Regions from separate parts of the Ovis aries genome. Here region 1 is linked to region 2. Evidence: chromatin contacts called from public Hi-C data. All regions are on one chromosome and are shown on one strand. The core of a region is the stretch at or near the end of the contact, and the rest is flanking DNA. Distances in the headings are between cores, read along the strand shown. Region 1 holds the start of LRRC58 (leucine rich repeat containing 58). Region 2 holds the start of GSK3B (glycogen synthase kinase 3 beta).

Evidence for each region. Hi-C and Micro-C count contacts between places; a contact is called where the count stands out from the background.
Region 1: a Hi-C map of hypothalamus shows a contact between it and region 2, with 5 times the contacts expected there. The contact joins the promoter of LRRC58 here to the promoter of GSK3B in region 2. A contact is called at or near these places in 3 of 16 Hi-C or Micro-C datasets (hypothalamus, skin fibroblasts and tail adipose tissue).

The regions. Positions count from the first base shown.
Region 1 is chr1:185,954,693-185,958,160 of ARS-UI_Ramb_v3.0, reverse strand. It overlaps LRRC58 (leucine rich repeat containing 58), which reads left to right and starts at 1,370. Exons shown (of 4, transcript XM_004002953.6): 1 at 1,370-1,956. The coding sequence starts at 1,457. LOC132660086 (a long non-coding RNA gene) reads right to left here and starts at 1,298. Exons shown (of 3, transcript XR_009601307.1): 1 at 1-1,298.
Region 2 is chr1:185,713,720-185,717,477 of ARS-UI_Ramb_v3.0, reverse strand. GSK3B (glycogen synthase kinase 3 beta) reads left to right here and starts at 1,898. Exons shown (of 11, transcript NM_001129740.1): 1 at 1,898-1,985. The coding sequence starts at 1,898.

The DNA of each region.
Region 1 (3,468 bases), core at 121-2,620, 240 kb before region 2:
TTTGTCTTTCTTCCCTTAATTTCACTGATTTGTGATCTTCTCTATTTCTGAATCATATTTGAATTCTTTTTTCTCATTTTATATTACATTCCTGTAAGTTTATTTTTTATCACAGGCACATTCACATTTTTAAGAGCATAAAACTGTATTAAATATTTGCAATTTTCACGTATTAGGTTCCTGCTAACGTAATCTTGATCCAAAGTAAGGACAGTCTAATTTTTAAAAGGGCCCTTTTGAAACAGGTTTCAAATTCACTAGGTTTTAAAAACACAAATGACTGGCAAGAAAAAAGCACTTTATTCTCCTTTTCAGGAAGAAAGCAATTTAATGGAATTGGTTACACACAATCTTTTAACACTTTTATGGATAAACTTTGTAAAAAAGACACTAAATATTTTTATTTCTATTCATGACTTTCCAAAATTATAAAAAGCAATTTCATAAAAGATTTAGTTAAGGGTCAGGTAGAAAATGTTAATTAGAAATACTGACTTAAAGCCAGAGTGTAGATTTTCACAGTTAAATTGTGGTTTTTGCCCTGAAGTAAAACATTAATCTGGAGAAGGAAATGGCAATCCACAATGCTTTCCGCGTTCTTAAACTGATCGATTACTTAGAGCTGTCTCGAATTAACTAAAACTCCTCCATGGCTCCCAGATTCATTTCCAGCCACTTCAACTTAAACCAAAAAACCACAGTACTTCAGCTAAAATGGCGTAAGTCCCTTATTTGATACACATTCCTTTAAAAAATGCTGTAGGGCAAGGAGGGCAAGGATTATCCGTATTTTATGGGTGGAGAAACTGAAATTAAATCCCTTGTACGAGGAAATAAGGCTATTTAAGAGCTGAACCCCAGGTAAGACCCTAAAGAGTTCTGATTTTCTAGTCCAGCTGCCTCCGCCCTTCAAAGTCGTCTTGGTTAATCCCGGGACTTGAAATTCCTGGGCCTTGCAGTCACGGAGGTGAATCACCACATTCCTGCGCGTTCGCTGAATCCCGCAGACCCGGCGCCCCACTCCTAAACTGGGTAGGAACCGAGAAGCCAGGGCACCATGACGCGCGAACCCTCAAAACGAAACAACTAAACTGTTCCCGGGCTGTTTACCCAGGCGGTCCTCGACCCCGGGGGCAGGTCAGCCGACGCCAAAGACTATAAAGCGTGGCGGCCCACACACTGCCGGATTCCGAGGATAACTGGGTAGCGCCGAGGACGCCCGGTCTCCGCCCCTGTCCGGCGCGCCCCGACCGCACCGCGCGCCCAGTGCCGCGTGAGGCGGAGCCCGGCCCCCGAGCGGCGCGCGCACCCAGCCGCCTCGCGTCGTGTGACTCGGCGGGGGCGCGCGGGGTTAGCGCCCGTCCGCGCCACTTCCGACGCAGCCCGCGGTTCAGGTTCCGGGGCGCCGCAGAGCTCCCGGCCTGTGGGTCGAGCGCGGCCCTCTGCGGCGGCGGGGATGGAGGAGGCTGGAGCGGCTGTGGCCACAGCCTGGGAGGCCGAACTGAACTTGTCTCGCCTCAGCGTGTCTCTCGAGACGCTGGAGTCGGAGCTGGAGGCGCGGGGCGAGGAGCGGCGCGGCGCGCGGGAGGCGCTGCTGCGGCTGCTGCTACCGCACAACCGTCTGGTGTCGCTGCCGCGGGCGCTGGGCAGCGGCTTCCCGCACCTCCAGCTGTTGGACGTGAGCGGCAACGCGTTGACCGCTCTGGGGCCGGAGCTGCTGGCGCTGCGCGGCCTGCGCACGCTGCTGGCCAAGAACAACCGGCTCGGCGGCCCGGGGGCCCTCCCCAAGGGCCTGGCCCAGTCACCGCTCTGCTGCAGCCTCCAGGTGCTTAACCTCAGCGGGAACTGCTTCCAGGAGGTGCCCACCTCGCTGCTGGAGCTGCGCGCGCTGCAGACCCTCAGCCTCGGCGGCAACCAGCTTCAGAGCATCCCGGCCGAGATCGAGAACTTGAGGAGGTGAGCGGGTGCCTTCCTGAGAGTAGGGAGGCCCGGGACGGGGTCCGGGAGCTCCGGAGTCCCCCACCTGGCCTTGGCGCCGTGGGGGTCACGTACCCATCTTAGTTCAGGCTCTTTTTGAACTCTAACTGCGAGGACTGCCCTGCCAGCTCGTGGAGCTGGAGTGAAGATCTAATAAGGTCATGGGTGTGACAGCAGCGTTTGGTTTGTTGTATAAAAGACAGTTTTTCTGTCGTCTTTTGGAGTCTGGGGGAGTGATCCGAGCCGAGCACACACTCGAGCAAATGTAAATCCGCGGATGTCACTTCTTTACTCCGAAGTCTTGGGTGGTTTTCCATGCCTATAAACCAATGTTTGTGTTTTGTAGCGTGACATATCAGGTACTCGGAGCTGATCCTTGCTTTTCACTACATTTCCTGCTCCATCCGTTCTCTCTGTAGCGATACCAGCAATTTGTGGTTTTGTGGTATTCCAGTATTTGTGGAATTCACTAATCTGTGCGCTTTACCTTGTAGGCACTGACTAAATATGTGTTGAATGGGTACAGTTCCTCTGTACTGCTGTTCCCTTTGTCTGGAATGTTGCTTGCACTTTGGCAAACTCCTGTACATCCTTCAAAACTTGTTTTGAAGGCCATTTCTTTGTTTCTTTCCTTTACTGCTTCCTGGACAACAATTAGTTATTGTCTAAACTGTACTTCTTTTGTACCTCCTGCACCCTGCCATTGCACTTAACCTTATTGATTGTAACTCCGTGTTTACAGATCTGCCTCATTGACTGGATTATTCAGTAAATATATGTTGAATTAAATGGAAAAAGGAAGCAGAGAAGTAACAAAAGTCCCTTACAAAAAGTGAGAAACAAAGCAAGAGCAAGTGTTTTGTCCAAAGTGAAAGAAAAGTAACTACCATCTGTAAACTACTTTTGCATCCTTTACTGAGTTTTCTGAGATAACCAGATATTAGAGCTCAGAGTCAAAGGGATCTCAGAGTTCAGTGCAGTGAAAAAAACACTGAAGTGAGAGTGAGAACTCTTGGTGTCCCAAGCTTAGGCAAGTCACTTAACATATCCTGACTACGGTTTCCTAATCTGCAAAGGAAGGCGTTTGGACAAGATGTCCCTTTGTTTACTCACCAGCAGATTTTTATGAGGTACCTACCTTGTGTCTGGCACTGTCCTAGGTGCTGGGGATGCAGTGATGAAAGGGATCCTGCCCTCCTGGGGCACTGTAACAGAGGAGAGGTTAAACAGCTGTTAACTGCATTATCTAATTACAATTGTTATAAGTTTTGTGAAGAAGTAGGAGTGCTTTGAAATGAAGTAACTTAGTTTGGTTTGAGCAAGTAGCGTTTGAGGTGAACTTTTAAAGGTAGAGTTAGGAGTTAACGAGGATGGGATGGGATCAGTCCAGGCTGTAGGAACGGTGCACTTGAAAACCCTGAGGCAAGAGGGACTGAAGGCCAAAATTTTGAAAGGAGGACATTGTACTAGAGCATAGTGAGAAAGTAAGCA
Region 2 (3,758 bases), core at 649-3,148:
TATATGCGGTTTCCACACCAGCTGCGAGTAGCCGCAGGCGAGGCCGTCAGACCGTCCGCCACGACCCCAGTCGCGCTTCTCCCCGCTCCTAGGACTGCCGCCGGAGGCTGAAGGCCAATCATACTGCAGCTAGGTCTTGCGATTAGACAGCAGCGAGTGCAGATTGGCTACTGCTACGAGTTTCGGCCTCCCTCCCTTTCCCTTTTGCCCCCATTCCAGCTCCTGAGCTTCAGGCCAATGAAAAAGCGCTTTATAGACGCCCTCCCTTCGCTCTCTACTTCTCCCCACCTCGGCGAGGGAGGAGGCGTCCTGACTGGCCAGACTGTCCTCGGAAGCCCCATTCCCTTCACCAATCACCGAGGGTGCTGCACTCCCAGCGGAGTTTCGGCCAATTACAAAGCGGCCACGGCGCCCAGCCGTGCGGTTTCGCCAGCGACTCCGGGCTTCACTGTCCTTAACTCTTCAAGCTTTTCCTGAGGGCCAGCGACTCTGATTGGTCACTGCCGAATTTCTCCTCCAGCCAGCCACAGAACAAGGCGAACCCACCTTTTCCTCGGTCGGCTATCTTCGGCATTTTCCGTCCTTGGGCGTGAATTTCCAGCGACACTTTCTGATTGGCTCTTCAGGTCGATCGGCTTTTTCCGGGAGGATCCGCAAACAAACGACATCCGTGATTGGTTCCGCTCGGGTTTCGGCTCCCCTGTCGAAGGGGGCGGACGCCCCGCTCGGCCGGCGATTCCCAGACGCCTCTTACGCGGGCGGCGGGGCGCTGGGCGGTGTAAGGCTGGGTGGGGGAGGAAGGAGGCGGAGGACGAGTAGGAGGGGGGAGGGGGAGTGGGGAAGAGCTAGGCGGCTGCGCAGACGGCACTCCTCACAGAGAGCAGCCCCCGACCCGGGCGAATGCGGGCTCGTGCTGCTGCTGCTGCTGCTGCTGCTGCCGCCGCCGCCGCCGCCGCCCGGGCCGAGTGACAAAGGAAGGAAGGAAGGAAGCGAGGAGGAGCCGACCCCGCAGCCGCTGACAGGGCTCCGGACTGGGGGCAAAGCGCGGACACTTCCTGAGCGGGACTGTGCAGAAGCGAGGGGCGGGAGGGCGGCCGCGCTGGTGCCTTGGACGGGGGAGGGGGCCCCCGAGGGACGGAAGCGGTTGCCGGGTTCCCATGTCCCCGGCGTATGGGGAGCAGTCGAGGAGCCGCTGCCTGGGGTCTGAAGGGAGCTGCCTCCGCCGCCGCCGCCGCCATGGCCGCTGGATCCAGCCGCCGCCTGCAGCTGCTCCTGGCGCAATGAGGGGAAGAGCCGCCGCCACCGCCCGACTCTGACTGACTCGCGACTCCGCCGCCTTCCAGTTCGCCGGGCCCCCACCGTCAGCCCGCCGGATCCTTGCCGCTGCCGGAGCCGCAGCGTTTCCCGACGCATCTCCGAGCCACCCCTCCCTCTCCCTCCCTCCTTCCCATCCCCCCTTCTTTTCAAGCGTGAGACTCGTGATCCTTCCGCCGCTTCCCTTCTTCATTGACTCGGAAAAAAAATCCCCGAGGAAAATATAATATTCAGAGTACTTATTTTCAATCCAGTATTTGTCCCCGTTTCACGTGATATATATTTTTTAGGATCTCCCACCCATTTCTGCCCTCCAAGGAAAAGGAGGGGAAAGAATTGTAATTTTTTCCCAGCCCCGGATCGTCTATATGTTAAATATCCGTACTGATCTGTCTTCAAGGAGAAATACATCGCTCGCTTTTTTAAATAGCTGTACAAAAGGAGTGAAAAGGCAAGAGGACGAAGTCTTTTTCCTGTGGGAAAACTTAATGCTGCATTTATCATTAACCTAACACCCCAACATAAAACAAAAGGAAGAAAAGGAGGAAGGAAGGAAAAAAGGTGATTCGGTAAAAGAGTGATCATGTCAGGGCGGCCCAGAACCACCTCCTTTGCGGAGAGCTGCAAGCCAGTGCAGCAGCCTTCAGCTTTTGGCAGCATGAAAGTTAGCAGTGAGTATTGATTTTATTTTACACCCCTTCTCCACCTCCCCTTTGAATAAGAGACTTTGAAATACCAGGATCTTAAAATACGAGACCTGCTGATAAAACAGAGGTAATGGGAAAGGGCAAAAACCTGTCTTCAGTCAAGGATGAGGCAGCTTCCTTTTTTCCTCCTCCCATATCCCTTCTCCGGTCTCATTAACCTTGAATCGGGGGAATGGGATTTTTATTTAGATGATTCTGTCTGAAACTTAGTTCTTTTCTTACAGTTTTCTAGCAATTGATAGTCAGCTTTATTAAGTGGTTGAGTGTTTCCACCTTAAAATAGTGATGGAAGTGTTTACTTGCTCATCCTTTTGATTAAAGCGAAGGACAAGACTCATAAACCATTATGTGCTTTTCCAGAGTGTGTCTTTTGGAATGAGGGATAGTTTAGTTCGCTCAGGTCTCGAGGGTTACCATAGTTTTGTATACTTAATGGAAGAGGTGAATGTCACCGTCTCCTAACATTTCTTTCTTACTTGTGTGACTATACAAAGTGTTTGTTCTTAATCCAGAGATGAACTCGCTAAGTAACCACATTTCGGTTGGAAGGCGAGCTTTGATTTGTCTCTTTAGAAGGGACGGGTACCGCTGATAGATACTCAGTAGCAGTAGTATCTCAACATGCATTGTTCTAAATTGGATACGCGGTTTAATATGTTATCTCTTAACCTTACCGTTTTGACATTGCCAATCTACCACTATAGAGTTAATGTTTAATCAAAAGGTAACTTGAAAGTAGGTCCGAGTTTTGAATGGGGCTTATATTGTCATGTTGCTAAATAGTAAGTTGAATGTTAATTGTCACTGACTCATCATTAAAGTTCAGCTTTGGGGTGCCATTGCTTTCAGTACTTGCTAAATGATCTAGAGTTCAGATGTTCCTTCTTAGGACTGCTTACAATACTCTCGCATTGTTTTCCTTTCGAATTCAGATAAGGCTATGAAGTTAGAAGAATATGGATTTAGACTTTATCATCATAGGTTTTGCAGAAGGTTGTGGTCCCAGATTTAATAGAGGTATTTGGGCTTTGTTCAAGGCTGTTGCTAGACGTCTATACTCTCTTCCCAGATTTGTGCTCAAAAAGTCTATTTTGAGTGTTTGGTATACTAAGTATCCAGTGTTTTAACGTATCTCTAGTTATGGATATGTTTATGTGATATTTAATGTCAGTTTATTTAAATATACTTAAAGAATTCGACAAAAATATCTATTATAGTTTCCTTATTCCTTCAGAAAGGAGCATGAATGAGGGCAAAGAAAAACTTTTACTGCTTAGAAGAAGGAGAGAATTGAATTGAGATTTTTTTTAAAAAGGTATATGCTGTTATGTGAAATTGATTATAAAATGAACACTCTTACTTGAACTCAGGATTTCAGTTCATGGTGGCTTTTGGAACTTGTCTGAAACAGGGTAGTCTAAGGTAATAGCTGAATGGGAGATTATTTTTGAGAGTTAAATTTTTTTTTTGGTGACTAGCTAGTTCAGAATGCAGAGTATGTGAAGAGGGAAGCTGATGATGCATCTTTCAGGGAATGGTCAAGCTTTCTAAGCACTTCATGGGGTCATTTGAGAGGAATATTTTAAAATTCTGGGGTAATTTTCAGCTATGATGAAGCAAATCTTATAATAGCTCCTTAAGAGCCTCTTGTGGTACTGGAGTGTTAGGATGTTTTTCATCTTGGTTTAAAGACCACTTGAAATCAATTTTAGGTAATTAGTTTATTCAGAGAGCAGA